Regions from separate parts of the Mus musculus genome. Here regions 1, 2, 3 and 5 are each linked to region 4. Evidence: chromatin contacts called from public ChIA-PET, Hi-C and promoter capture Hi-C data. All regions are on one chromosome and are shown on one strand. Each heading gives the region's core, a stretch centred on a gene start, on an enhancer-like site or on the middle of the called end of the contact. The rest is flanking DNA. Distances are from core to core; before and after follow the strand shown. Region 1 overlaps Tmem217 (transmembrane protein 217). Region 2 holds the start of Rab44 (RAB44, member RAS oncogene family). Region 3 overlaps Cpne5 (copine V). Region 4 holds the start of Mtch1 (mitochondrial carrier 1). Region 5 overlaps Tbc1d22b (TBC1 domain family, member 22B).

Region 1 (2,700 bases), core at 109-2,608, 180 kb before region 4:
CTCTTAACCACAGAGCCATCCCTGGCCCCAGCTGTGGCAGACTTTAGAATGCTTGTAAGGTAGATCATTCAAGGCAGTTTTATCCTTTCAGCCTGGCTACAAAATAACATGAGGTGAATACAGCAGGACAGTCATTTAACCCTCTCCTGTGGGAGTTTAAAACACAATGGGGGTCTGCTCTGTGAAACCCTCAGGGGTCTCCATCTCTTTTCTCTGTTGTTCTGTCTGTAGAAGCAGGGGTCTGTGATAGTGCAAGTGTCCCTAGCTGGGCCCCTCCCGTAAATACCTCTGAGCCATCTGGATGACAAAGAGGAACGACAGGAGTCTGATATTTAATACAGATGGCCACCTTGGTTTCTTCTCTTCTCAGCCCTTTCTTACAAATTGACAGCATCAAGCCAGACACAGTGGTTCCAAGCCTGTGACCCCGACACTGGAGGTAGAGGCAGAAGGATCAGGATTTCAAAGTCATAATGGATTCATGGCAATCCCAGGCTACACGAGGCATCAAAAGCCAAACAAGATGGCTGAAAGTCCAAGTTCCATTTTCCTAGGACCCTCATGAAGGTGGAAGAAGAAAGCCTACTCCCAAAAGTTGTCATCCAACCTCCACAAACACACTGTGGCATGCTCACATCCACAACCATAACTCTTGCATGCACACAAAATGAATAAAATGTCATTTAAAAAACGTTGGTAGCAACCAGGCTACCAACTTCCAAGCTGGGCAGTGGTGCACTCCTTTAATCTGAGCAGAGGCAGGCAGAACTCTGAGTTCAAGGCCAGAGTGAGTTCTAGGACAGTAAAGGCTACACAGAGAAACCCTATCTCAAAATACTCCCTTCCTCTGGTCCAAAAATAAACACACTAAATAGATAAATAAATAAATAAATAAATAAATAAATAAAAACCCTTTGGTAGCATAGCCATTAGCTGCAAGTGATACTTGGAAATCTAAACTTTATTCTGGCCAACTGTGTGGCTGTCTGTGGAAGGCGCAATTGCTACACTAAGGAAGGGAAGGTCCTGTCCCACATCAGAGACCTCCACATTCAAGGAAAACGGGTCCTGAGCAGAACAAACTCCATATTCTTCATCAAGAGGGCTCCTTGCTAGTGGAATAAGGCAGCTGAGTTCTAGTCCTGGCATAAATATTTGTCTATGGCAGCTATGGTGATACCGTGGCTAGGGGTGCCCATGTACCCCAGTTCTGAGCATTGAACAGTGAGAATTCACTGAAAGTTCTCAGAGATGTGTTTGACATCCTGTGGAAGAAAGGAGCGCAGAGGAGAGCTTCCGGGGCACTCCTGATTGGCCTGCTAGTGAGAGGCAAGTTGGCAGTCAGCCAGTGACCACAGAAAGGAAGCTACCGTGGGACCCTGACACCGCGTAGGAGACCTGAAAGACCCAGAGGAAAGAGCCAAGTAGAGAAAAGGCACTGGAGAAAGAAAAGATTATAGACATAGCAAGGGATGTGTAGAGCTACCCTGGGGTGATGAGCGGAGGCTGCCATCGGCCAGGACTGTGTGCGCAGCCCTGTGGTTTATTGTCTGCATTCGCCCATCCCCAGTGGGGACTGGTTTCCCTGCTTGTCAGCTGACTCACTGTCAAGCATGGCAGGCTGGTTTTCTTTCTGTGTTGGAGAGGATTGGGTTTTTGTTTTGGGAAATCTGATCTCTTGAGCAAGAGTTTGGCCTGGAAGAATACAGGAAGAAGGGAAGACCCTAGCTTCCCTACAGTATCTGGGATTTCTCTCCTGTTGGGAAAACTGGGGAGGTAGCAGGTTGTGCCCCCTAGAGAGTGCCCCCCCACACACACACACACCCTGCTGGGTTGGATGCTGGCTACTTGGCTGAGAAGAAAGCTCAAAGCCTCATCACCCTGGGGTGATGAGCGGAGGCTGCCATCGGCCAGGACTGTGTGCGCAGCCCTGTGGTTAGCCTTTAGTAAGCCTATAAGAAGCAAGACCGCAGGGCTGGAGAGATGGCTCAGTGGTAAGAGCATTTGCTGCTCACAACTGCCTGTGTAATTCCAGTTCCTCGGGCTCCAACTGGCGCCCTCTTCGGGCTACTATGGGCACTGCAGGCACCTGGCGGTCCTACATGCAGAAAGGCACTCAACCACATAAAATTTAAAAGAAAAAAAAAGACACAGCCATTCTCTGCTGCTACCAAACAGTTACCCTCGAGGAAAGCCTGCAGCCATGGCACAAGGAGACTCAGGCAGCCCTTAAAACAGGCCAGAAGAAGAGAGCTGAGGTTTCTGGCCAGGAGCTACCAACAGCCAGGTGAGTGAAAGGACCCTCCTCGGAGGACAGCCTTCAGCTGGCAGCCGCTCCAGACCTTTACTTTAGGAGGGGCCCTGAGGCAAAACAGGCAGCTAAGACACCCCTCGCCTTCTGTCTCAGAAACCCAAGACATCTAGGAGTGGGACCAGCATGGATATCCATCAGCTGATGGAAGGATTGATGGATGGAGGAGATGCGGAAGGTACAGACTGTGGAAATCATTCAGCTGTGAAATAATATGAAATAGTGACATTTGCAGAGAAATGGATGAAGCTGGAAATCCTCGAATGAAGTAAATGAAGTAGAAGTAGAATAAACCAGGCTCAAAAGGACAAATAGGACCTGCGTTCTCTCACATGTGGGTCCTAGATTTTAATTCCTCTATGTGTGTGTATGTGTGTGTGTGTGTGTGT
Region 2 (2,700 bases), core at 8-2,507, 230 kb after region 4:
CACACACACACACACACACACACACTCCACACACTCAGCTCCTAGGCAATTACCCTTACCCTTCACTTGGTGACTCCAAAAGACCCTTCTGTAGTCAGCTGCAGGGTACCCTCCGGCCTCATGCCCGTGTTTCTGATGGATTCTCCTATACACCCTGCACAATGAAAGGCCCCTCACAACCAGTCAAACAATCAAGCCCCAGGTGTCTCCTACACCTCTCCCCTCACCTGGAGCAAACTTGGAAGCCAATGAGCCCTGCTGCTAGCCACCAAGAGATGGCTGGCCACGATGGCACAGACATGGATTTTAGCTCATAGAACAGGGCCCCGAGGCCTCCCATCAAGAATTGGAGAGGAGGGGGGCTGGGCTAAAGAAAAATAAACAAAATGTAAGAATGAAAGAACGGAGGACATAGTAGGACCACAACACAGTAGGACCACAACCTGACATCTGCCAGAGACTACAGGATCTCCCATCCCTACCATCTTGTCACAGAGAGGTGAGAAACTGGGTTAGCCCAGTGTGAAACTTACCTTGGGAAAAGCCAACCACAGCCAATGGTCTCCCACTGCCAACACCCGAGAGCCACCTAGTCCCAATAGCCTGTCCCACCCCACCCCACCCCACCCCAGCTTCACTCACTAACGGATAGAGAAACAGAGTCTCTAAGAAGCCAAGAAGACCTGCCCCATCTCACAAGTCCACAATCTACTCCTCACTCACAGGAGTAATACATACAGCTCGGGCCTCTGTCAGACAGTACAGGAGTACGGAAGTTCAATTTGCACTCCTGAGACTCAGAAGCTAGACAGGAGTTGGGCTTTGAAGTATGACCCCAGCACCCTGAAGATGGAGGCAGGAAGATCAAGAGTTCAAGGTCATCTTCCGCTGTGTAGTGAGTTTAGGACCAACCTGAGCTACACAAGACCCCATCTCAAAAAAAAAAAAAAAAAAAAAAAAAGTCGGTTGGCAGTATATACCTTTAATCCCAGAATTTAGGAGGCAGAGTCAGGTGGATCTCTGTGAGTTCAAGGCCAGCCTTGGCTACATAGAAAGACCCCCATCTCGAAGGAAGGAAGAAGGAAAAAAAGAAAGGAAGGAAGGAAAGAAAGAAGGAAAAGAAACTGCATGGGACCCGTACTGTCCCTCCCCAGCCCCTCCACACAGCAGCATTGCCTGCTGGGGTGAGTCCCAAATCCCACCTCTCAGAGGCTGCCGTTTGCTGGTGCTCCCGGACCTGTGAGGAGGTCACTGTCTGCTCAGCCCACAGAGCCCACACACTCTGCAACTGTCAACAGTCTTGTCTCTTGCCCAATCGCCCCTTTCCGTTCCCTGGCTGCCTCATCTCCTGCGTTCATCTAGGGAACTTCCCCTGGAAAGGGGCCCTGGCTGCACCTTCTGTCTTGCCTGATGCCCTGGGTCCTGGAATTGTAGCAGAAAGTTAGGGCTGGGGAGAGGTTGTGAGCAGAGGTTCTGTGTGTGTGTGTGTGTGTGTGTGTGTGTGTGTGTGTGTTTACGCGCGCGCGCGCGCATCACACTCAGCCTGTAGTAACAAGGCCAGAGTGTCCTCAGCCCAGTAGGAAGGTCAAGCAAGAGAAGCCTCTGTGGCTACAACTGGTGCAGAAAATGCCACAGGGGAACAATACCCCTGTGATGGTTTGTATATGCTTGGCACTTTTAGAAGGTGTGAACTTGTTGGAATGGGTGTGGCCTTGTTAGAGTGGGTGTGGTCTTGTTGGAGTAGGTGTGTCACTGTGGGTATGGGCTTTAAGACCCTCATCCTAGCTGCCTGGAAACTAGTCTACTGCTAGCAGCTTTCAGATGAAGATGTAGAACTCTCACCTCCTCCTGCACCATGCCTGCCTGGATGCTGCCCTGTTCCTGTCTTGATAATAATGGGATGAACCTCTGAACCTGTAAACCAACCCCAATTAAATGTCCTTATAAGACTAGCCCTGGGGCTGGCAAGATGGCACAGTGGGTAAGAGCAACAACTGCTCTTCCGAAGGTCCTGAGTTCAAATCTCAGCAACTATCCATAATGGCTCACAACCATCCGTAATGAGATCTGATCTTGGTGTGTCTGAAGACAGCTACGGTGTACTTATTTTTTTTTAAGATTTATTTATTTATTATATGTAAGTACACTGTAGCTGTCTTCAGACACACCAGAAGAGGGAATCAGATCTTGTTACAGATGGTTGTGAGCCACCATGTGGTTGCTGGGATTTGAACTAAGGACCTTTGGAAGAGCAGTCGGGTGCTCTTACCTGCTGAGCCATCTCACCAGCCCCGTACTTATTTATAATAATAAATAAATCTTTGGGCTGGAGCAAGCAGGGACCGAGCAAGTAGGGCCGACCGGGGTAAGCAGAGATCCTAAATTTAATTCCCAACAACCACATAAAGGCTCACAACCATATGTACAACTACAATGTACTCACATACATTAAATAAATAAATAGGAAAAAAAAAGACTTGCCTTGGTCATGGTGTCTGTTCACAGCAGTAAAACCCTAACTAAGACCCTCCCCCTCACCTCAGGTCCTCACTCAAGGACAGCATATTTGACAGGAGGGGAGCTTGCAGCAAGCTTCCTTCTTAGGAAACAGACTAAGCTAATAGGTTGCAGACCAACAATCATGAGAGCAGCGTGGTACCGGAGCATGATGGTACCAGAGCGTGAAGACGGATGGAGGAT
Region 3 (2,700 bases), core at 93-2,592, 190 kb after region 4:
TCCAGGCTACACCTTTGTGTGCTCACACCACCCCCACTCCCACAGGAACGCCGCAGCTGTGCAGGATGGCTCCCAGTATTCTGTGCTGCTCATCATCACTGATGGTGTCATCTCGGACATGGCACAGACCAAGGAGGCAATTGTAAATGTGAGTGGAGGATGGCGCGCTCTCTCTCTCTCTCTCTCTCTCACATACACACACACACACACACACACACACACACACACACACACACACATGGTTTGAGGGGACTAAAACATCTTGTCCTACCCCTAAGAGAACCCAGGGGTGCTCCTTTTAAAGAACCACAGGGTGGCTTCTTTTCCTGCCCCCCATAATGTTACTGGCCACCCCATAAAGTCATCTGGTTACTCCACAGAGACTGACAGGACACGGAGAGAGTATTAGACAGGGGTTTGGGGAATGGAGATGCCCTGAACCTATGAGAGCTCAGACCTCAGCCACACAGATGACCATGCTCTCTGGGGAGCCCATGACCCCCTCAGCCACCCACCCTAGGCCCCAGCTTGCCTGTCATGTAGCAGAGAGTCTCAGTGAGGAAAGCTCCCTTCCCTAACCTTGACCCATGGTTTCCTCAGAAAAGGGGCCTTAGCCACAGCTGCCTTAGCCCCTCATGGTAGAGCCCTAGCACCAGAGGGAGGAGGTTGCTTTACAGAGGCAGGCAGACCCAGCCCCCCACCACCTCCCCAGCAATTTATCTTCTCTTGATCCGTGTCCTTTCCCTATCCTGTCCCTTGGGGTTCCTTGGGGTCCCCTAACCTTCATTCTCTATCCCTTTGCCCTGCCCTATTTTGTTTGACCCACCCTCCAGTCCCTACCTGTCTGACACAGCTTTTTGCCCCTCCCCTGTTTTTCCCAGGCTGCCAAACTCCCTATGTCGATCATCATTGTTGGCGTGGGCCAGGCCGAGTTCGATGGTGAGTCCAGAGTCCCTTTCCCAGCTGCCTTCTCTTACAGAACCCCATGGCATCCCGTCCCCACCCGCTGGAGCTCATGCCCAGGCATGCATGCAGTCTGGGTAGACTTGTGTGCCTTGAGAGGGTGTGTCAGTACCCATGCAGGTCTCAGCCTCATCCCGAGGTCAGGCTCCTCAACCCAGACAAGGAGCAGGGCCCTAGGTCTCCACCCATTTCTAGTGTTGGGGCAAGGGCCCTGGGCTGGCCTGGGATTGGAGGGATTGATCACACGCACACATCCCTTGTCTCTACAGCCATGGTGGAGCTGGACGGTGATGACGTGCGGATCTCCTCCAGGGGGAAGCTGGCTGAGCGAGACATTGTCCAGGTGAAACAGGCCCCGCCCTTCCGCAGTGCCAGAGCGCCTTTACAGGCATCTCAAGGACAGACACTGGAATCCCTTCCTGGGCCAGTCTTCTCAGGAAGCCCCACCCCTCCCTGCCCTCTAGGAAGTCCCTTCTAACCTGAATGATGCTCCCACGGAATCCAGAGCCCTGCACAGGGAGTCTGTGCCACATGGCCTTCCAGTGGCATGGAGAGCCCTCATAGATGGAGGTGGCACCCTGGATCCTAGGAGGAGGGAGACAGGAAGGAGCCAGAGGTTGGCAGCATTGAGAGGAAGCTGGGTTAGATGTGGGTTTAGACAAGTGTTGGGGTCCTAGGAGACTGAGAGGGTCCCCCTGGAGAGGGGTGGGAAAGGAAAAGGGAGCAAGGAGGCAGGATCTGGTTAGCCTTTCCCAGCATCCCTTGGGAGCAAGGGGGCATGATCCGGTTAGCCTTTCCCAGCATCCCTTGGGAGCAAGGAGGCAGGATCCGGTTAGCCTTTCCCAGCATCCTTTGAGCCTCTGTTCTCCTTGCTAGTCTCCGATGAAGGGCTTGGGTCAGTGTTAGGCCTCCTGTGGAATACAGATGAAGGACTCAGCACAGAGGCATGGCCCATCCCCGGGGAAACTCGCAAAGTGGGGGGGGTTGGATAGAGTGGGTTCTCTGGGAGGGGACCCACGTGCCCCATCTTGACCCCATCTTCCTTGCCTCTCAGTTTGTGCCCTTCAGGGACTATGTGGACCGCACCGGCAACCACGTACTGAGCATGGCCCGCCTGGCCCGGGATGTTCTGGCTGAGATTCCGGACCAACTGGTGTCCTACATGAAGGCACAGGGCATCCGCCCACGCCCGCCACCTGCTGCACCCGCTCAGTCACCCCCACAGTCCCCAGCCCACTCACCTCCTGGATCCCCCGTGCACACGCATATCTGAAGCTGAGAGGACCAAGGGCCTGGAGGGTAGACTGACACCCTATTCTCCTCCTGGTCGGTTTCCCAGACTCTGCTTGGAGGGCCAGCGGGAAATGGGGTGTCAGGGCCTCACCCCACTTCACACCCAAATCCAGGGGACTGTGGTATAGAAGACAAGGGGTACACAGATTCTGGGGCTGAGGGGACCCCCCTAGTCCATGCCGGACAACTCCAAGACTTTCTTATTCTTGCAACCCAGCTGGGCCTCTTCCAGCTCCTGTCTCCTCCTACCCTAGTGTCTAGTGTCCCCAGTCCCATGAGATCCCCTGTCCTGTTTCCAGGGAACCCCAGACTGGTAGACTACCAGGGATGCATGTGACCCTCTTAGGGACTCCATATGTGAGCAGATAGAGCCCCTTTCCTGATCCTCAAAGGCTCAGTGGTATGCTAGAATGTTCTAGAATGGTCACTGGAGCTATCACAGGT
Region 4 (2,700 bases), core at 9-2,508:
CCCTCAGCAGCTCTGCCCTTCCTGAGCCGTTCTCCAGATGGACTGGTTAATATCTAACCTCAGAAGTGGCTTTCTCTGCCTCTGCCTCCAGTAAGGACTCTTTCAAATTGTTGAGATTTGTGGCCTTTGTAACCCTTTGAAGTCATTCTGTCACACACACACACACACACACACACACACTTATAATCACAGTGTGATCTGTATCTTGAGATAATATTAGTAACTAAGATGTGAATGAAAGAATTGTGATTGCTAACAGCCAGCTATCAATTGCAGCCAAGGAAATTGATGTAGCATGGTGCACAGCTCAGTCTGGCCTTGAACTCCTATCCTGATGCCTCTGCCTCCTGAGTATCGGGCTTACTTTACAGGTGTGTGCCACTGCACTGGATTGTTACTTTGTTTGCTTCATTCATTCCCTTAGGAATGGTTTCCCTGAAGATATACTTTCTATGCATTCCTATATTTGCGGTGATAGAAGATAGATATTAATGCCAGACAATACAATATGATACAACACAGTACAGTACACGGTAGTACGGTACAGGGAGCCACATTCGGAATGGGCCATACAAAAACACGGTCCAATGGGGGACAGTCAAATACAGATCGGAAAAACAAGGCACTGGGGACAATACGGAGGAAAAGCCCACAGATGGAAAGTATTTGCGTGGGCAAGTGTCAGGAACGTGAGGTAAAACCTACACCACGGGCAATCAGGGAGGGTGCAAATATCTGACCATTCCAAAGACCTTCCTTGCAAACTAGCAAGAGGACAAGGTCCCTTGCTAGGGACCAAAGGGTCCCTGCTGACTCTGAGGTCCATTACCAGAAGACTCTATTATTGGGCAGTTCAAGACCAGCTGAGAGCTGCTGTGCTTGTTCAGAGGTGGAAACAAATCACCGGCTGGAGTAAGCACCTTCCTGGAAGGTGGCCCTAAGAATTGCTCTCAAGGCATGCGTAGCACTATGCTCCAGGCACTAGACTAGAGCTCTCCCAGGCCTAGTTATTTAGTAACTAAACGCAGCCAGCACCGGGCCTTCATAAGTGCACAGGCAAAGAGTGCTCCCAGCCCTCAGCAGCTGTGAGTTACTCAACTATTGAGGGGTTTCTACACAGGTCCCGGGATCGTGCTGAAGGAGTGCAGAAGCAGGGCACACAGACTGAGACTCGTAGGCACGATTGCGGTGACTGGCCTGGTCCGCAAAGGGGCGGGCACAGAGCTGCAAAGAACCCGCCCCGGGCCGGAGGAGGCGGGCCCGGGAGCACCAAGGAACAACACTCGCCCGCCCGCCATGCCCCCTCGCCCCGCGGCGTGAGTGGTGCTGCCAGGACCCTCCCCTTGACGTTCGGGGCGTGGCCAGCACCACGTGACGGGGAGTGACCTCCACGCCTGGCGCCATGGGGGCTTCGGACCCGGAAGTGGCGCCTTGGGCTCCCGGCGGCGCCGCGGGGATGGCGGGAGCCGGAGCTGGTGCAGGAGCTCGGGGCGGCGCGCCGGCCGGAGTCGAGGCCCGCGCTCGGGACCCGCCACCCGCGCACCGCGCGCACCCTCGCCATCCTCGGCCCGCGGCTCAGCCGTCGGCGCGCAGGATGGACGGCGGCCCGGGCGCCCCGGGCTCCGGGGACAACGCCCCGACCACCGAGGCGCTGTTCGTGGCGCTGGGCGCGGGCGTGACGGCTCTCAGTCACCCGCTGCTCTACGTGAAGCTGCTGATCCAGGTGGGGCGGGGGGCGCGGCGGGAGGATGTGGATGGGATGTGCGGTGTGGGGGTGCAGGGAGGGGGCTGAGGGATCTGAGTGATTGACGTGGGAAAGGAAGCGATTTGGAGGTGCTGGGAGGGAGCGAAGGGACGTGAGTGACAGACGTGGGGTAGGAAGGGATTTGGGGGTGCAGGGAAAGGCGATGAGATGTGGGAGATAAGTAGTCGAAGGCAGTGAGCTTGAAATTCCGAAGGGTAATGGATTTGGGGTGCGGAAAGAAGCCACAGGATTGGGGGAGGGCCGAGAAGTTTTGGTGAATGGGTAGATGAGGGCTGGCTGGGTACAAAAGCGACGTGTTTAGAAGGTGAGTACATTTGGGGCAGAGGACAGCGGGGCTCTGGATTTATAGAGATGGATGAAAGCTTTGAGGGACAAAGGAGTGGGCAGCAGGGCCAAAAATTTCAGAGGGAAAGAATGCAGCAGGGAAGAGCTATCGGTTTACTTGAGAAGGAGCCTGTAGATTTGATGGCGACGACAGATTTGGTGGGAGGAGGGGCCTCCGCATTGGTGGAGGGGGGGAGTGGAGCGGTGTCTGGAAAGGGGAGCCAGGAGGCGGCTTTTAGGGGGAAGGGGAGAATGGGATGACGCATTTAGTGGAGGAAGGAAGGAATTGAAGTAATTGTGTCTGCGTGGGTTGGGAATGGGCAGAAAATGGGGATAGGCACAATAGGTAAGGGTTGTCAAAGCTGGAGCAAAGGTAGGGATGTCTGGATTCAAGGATGCTTGGGCACCTAAACGCTTTTTTGCTTGTTGGCAGCAATTCACTCCAATAGAGGATGAGGAAAGGGTAAAGGGGGAGGAGGGATCTGGTTGGAAGGAGGTGTTGTGCATTTGGCAGAATTGGGTGGGTGTGTGATGGAGGTGGGGAGAGTTTTGATTGGCGTGGTTCAGGCTCAGACTGATAATCAAAGATGAAGCCTAGCATTTTCCAAAGG
Region 5 (2,700 bases), core at 40-2,539, 240 kb before region 4:
GGGTGGGGTGGGAAGTTGGGTGGGGTGATGGGAGTCGGGGTGGGGAGAGCAGCATCCACGGCACTGAGGATGTGAAGCCAGCACCCCGATTCTCCTTCCTCAGGACTCTGCTCAGAAACACTCCCCCCCACACACACACACTGCTCTATTCAAAACCCACTTCCTGCCCGGCATGGTGGTTGCATGCCTTTAGCCTCAGCATTTGGCTGAGGGTCCAGGGAAGTGGTCCTTTGAGTTCTGGGCCAGCCTTGTCTACACAGTGAGTTCCAGGATGGCCAAAGTATACAATGAGACCTTGTTTCAAAAAGATTTAACAAACAACAACAACAAAGCCCTGCTTCTTGCACCAGTGAGATGGCGGCGGATCAACAGGACTAGGTGCTGGATGCCAAACCTGAGGACCCGATCTCTGGCACACGGAGGGAGACATCCGACGATCAGGAGCTGTCCTCTGCTTGTTACACATGCACAAGCCCTGCCATCCACAGAGCAGGGCACAGCCAGGCCAGGCCAGGCTTTCTCCCTTGCTCTCAGAGCAGAGCTTGCTGTGCTTTGGAGGGCAAAGCTCAGGGCTGGAGCCCAGGGTGGCACTGCCTTTACTCGAGGGAGTGCATGCGTCTCCACGGAAAGAGCTACTGCCATCAAGCTGGGCACCTCCTGAGGGCCACAGCATCCCTTTCTACCTTGGCACCAGCAGACCCTGTAGCAAGGCAGACCTTGCCTGCACGGAGCTCTTCACCATTGTCTTCACAGAGACAATGGTGTCCCACTGTCTGGACTCAGGAGACATCAGGAACAAAATAACTTTACTTACAAAGCACCCAGCCATCTGGCCTCAGAATGTACCCGGCTGTGAGTATTCTGTCATCACAACGCAAAACAGACTATGCCAACACTTTGCAAAAACTAATATGTACTTTCCCACCCCTTTCAATTTAGCATCTGTTCCTCCCAACCATATACATAAATACATATGGGTTTTTTATTCACCCTAGGCCAGTTTTATTAGCATCTAAGAAAAAACAAGAGAGGCAGACAAGTCCAGGGAGCTTCCAGGAAAAAGGAGATGAAAAGGAAGAGAATGAGAGCTATTCTGTTTGTGGTGTAGTCTGACAAGCAGCCACATGGCAAACGGAGGGGTTTCAGGGAAGGACTGGAGAAGGCCACCCACCAGGCTTTCAAAAGCTGTGAGGGAGGCTTTTCTGAAGGTATAATGTCCACAGCAAACTGCACTGACACACACAGTTCTGATATGCTATGCGTGCCCACATCTGTGGTTAACAGTACAGCTGGGGTGGTGAGAAAGTGGAGGGGGCACTTCCTCCTCACCCACTCCCAGGTCAGGAGAGCGCCCTCATCTATTCCCAGGCAGCCAACACAAAGCACCTGGGCCCTGACCTCCAGGGCTGCAGAGAGACTTTGCTTACTTTGGGCTCAGTGTGAATGTAATCTTACGACCCCCGCTTACCCTGTAGCTGGCACATGGTTGCCTACACCGGTACGTGCTCCTCTTACGGCAGCATGAACAGCCGTAAGGCTAGTGCAGTTGCTTCCAGCTTTGACCTGTGGATACTCTTGTTCTGTCTTGTTGTTGTCTTATTTTGCCTGCCTCCCCAGTCCCTCAACTTGACTTCAGAGATGACCTGACACTGGGCACAACAGCAGAAGTGGGGTGCACTGCTCCCCAGTGGCCATGCCCGGCACAGTCCCACGAACTTCCAAGCATCCTGTGCCCAAACCATGGGATAGGAGGTCTCATTCTTCTACAAAGGAGGGGAGAACCTTCAGATTGTCTCTGGCCTCCAAACAGGAGAGTCTGCTGGAGGACAGAGAGGGAAACACTGGCAAGTGACACTGGAGAAGGTAATTCAGCTAAGGGACAGCTAAGTCCCAGGAGGACTCTATGGGACAGTATGCCTGGGGCTTAGGGAGGGTTTCTCTCTCAGGGGATGAGAGATAGGGGCACAGCGAGGCTTTAGGTTTAAAACGTTATCCCAGGAGCCCCGAGATAGAAGGGTATCTGTCACCATAACAATCTGAATTTGATTCTTGGAATCCACGTGGTGCAAAGAGATAATGAACTCTTGCAAGCTGTCCCCTGCCTCATACACACATACACATATATATACAAACGAACAGATGCATGCATAGACACAGATGCATACACACATACATATACCCAATACAAGCATACATACATACATACATTCATGTGTGTAAATACATGCACACACAAATAAATATTAAATGGTTTATTTTAATTATTGAGTTATTACTTATTTTAATAAAATATAATTACAAATTATATAAATTTTAATGTTTTATTTAAAAATGCTAAAAATTACAGCTGCTGAGATGAGGGGCTCAGAGATGGTCTTCCAGAGGCCCAGAGTTCAAATCCCAGCAACCACATGGTGGCTCACAACCATCTGTTATGGGATCGGTTGCCTTTTTCTGGTGTGGCTGAAGACAGCTAGGATATATATATATATATATATATATAAAATACATAAATCTCTTTTTTGGTTTTTTTCAAGACAGGGTTTCTCTGTGTAGTCCTGGCTGTCCTGGAACTCACTCTGTAGACCAGGCTGGCCTCAAACTCAGAAATCTGCCTGCCTCTATCTCCCAAGTGCTGGGATCAAAGGTGTGTGCCACCACTGCCTGGCAAATATATAAATCTTAAAAAAAAAAAAAAGC

Evidence for each region. A called contact is a pair of places that touch in the nucleus more often than the background predicts. ChIA-PET counts read pairs in DNA pulled down with a chosen protein or histone mark. Capture Hi-C pulls out chosen DNA fragments and counts their contacts.
Region 1: an RNA polymerase II ChIA-PET map of effector CD8 T cells shows a contact between it and region 4, with 51 read pairs. The contact joins the enhancer-like site here to the promoter of Mtch1 in region 4. A contact is called at or near these places in 8 of 39 promoter capture datasets (the C10 cell line, embryonic stem cells, erythroid cells and 2 more), 1 of 484 Hi-C or Micro-C datasets (bone marrow-derived macrophages), 24 of 115 datasets of contacts at active chromatin or transcription factors (the 230-238 cell line, the SCID.adh cell line, SST interneurons and 16 more) and 4 of 9 other capture datasets (adipose tissue, liver, macrophages and 1 more).
Region 2: a promoter capture Hi-C map of adipose tissue shows a contact between it and region 4. The contact joins the promoter of Rab44 here to the promoter of Mtch1 in region 4. A contact is called at or near these places in 1 of 39 promoter capture datasets (pre-B cells), 1 of 484 Hi-C or Micro-C datasets (double positive thymocytes), 2 of 115 datasets of contacts at active chromatin or transcription factors (extraembryonic endoderm stem cells and large pre-B cells) and 3 of 9 other capture datasets (adipose tissue, liver and pancreatic islet).
Region 3: a contact with region 4 is called in a Hi-C map of embryonic stem cells, with 4 times the contacts expected there. The contact joins the enhancer-like site here to the promoter of Mtch1 in region 4. A contact is called at or near these places in 1 of 484 Hi-C or Micro-C datasets (embryonic stem cells), 4 of 115 datasets of contacts at active chromatin or transcription factors (the HPC-7 cell line, embryonic stem cells and pancreatic cancer cells) and 3 of 9 other capture datasets (adipose tissue, liver and pancreatic islet).
Region 5: an RNA polymerase II ChIA-PET map of effector CD8 T cells shows a contact between it and region 4, with 16 read pairs. The contact joins the enhancer-like site here to the promoter of Mtch1 in region 4. A contact is called at or near these places in 3 of 39 promoter capture datasets (fetal liver, hematopoietic stem and progenitor cells and liver), 2 of 115 datasets of contacts at active chromatin or transcription factors (effector CD8 T cells and memory CD8 T cells) and 3 of 9 other capture datasets (adipose tissue, liver and pancreatic islet).

Annotation. Positions count from the first base shown.
Region 1 is chr17:29,530,804-29,533,503 of GRCm38.p6, reverse strand. All of the region lies in intron 2 of Tmem217 (transmembrane protein 217), which reads left to right. Among named protein-coding and RNA genes, the nearest start is that of Tmem217, 17 kb to the left of the region's middle. Within about 2 kb of position 1,358, at least 80 of the 459 cell types and tissues checked have an H3K27ac peak or open chromatin away from gene starts, as enhancers often do. A contact at or near this core is called in the 230-238 cell line, the SCID.adh cell line, double positive thymocytes and 3 more, where this site is marked.
Region 2 is chr17:29,112,738-29,115,437 of GRCm38.p6, reverse strand. Rab44 (RAB44, member RAS oncogene family) reads right to left here and starts at 1,257. Exons shown (of 14, transcript NM_001364848.1): 1 at 1,203-1,257.
Region 3 is chr17:29,158,558-29,161,257 of GRCm38.p6, reverse strand. Cpne5 (copine V) reads left to right here. Exons shown (of 21, transcript NM_153166.2): 18 at 46-148; 19 at 882-939; 20 at 1,233-1,306; 21 at 2,018-2,700. The coding sequence ends at 2,236. Among named protein-coding and RNA genes, the nearest start is that of Rab44, 46 kb to the right of the region's middle. Within about 2 kb of position 1,342, at least 25 of the 459 cell types and tissues checked have an H3K27ac peak or open chromatin away from gene starts, as enhancers often do. A contact at or near this core is called in embryonic stem cells, where this site is marked.
Region 4 is chr17:29,346,490-29,349,189 of GRCm38.p6, reverse strand. Mtch1 (mitochondrial carrier 1) reads left to right here and starts at 1,258. Exons shown (of 12, transcript NM_019880.4): 1 at 1,258-1,723. The coding sequence starts at 1,403.
Region 5 is chr17:29,583,085-29,585,784 of GRCm38.p6, reverse strand. The region is part of intron 8 of Tbc1d22b (TBC1 domain family, member 22B); the gene reads right to left. All of the region lies in intron 3 of Tbc1d22bos (TBC1 domain family, member 22B, opposite strand), which reads left to right. Among named protein-coding and RNA genes, the nearest start is that of Mir7667, 11 kb to the left of the region's middle. Within about 2 kb of position 1,289, at least 32 of the 459 cell types and tissues checked have an H3K27ac peak or open chromatin away from gene starts, as enhancers often do. A contact at or near this core is called in effector CD8 T cells and memory CD8 T cells, where this site is marked.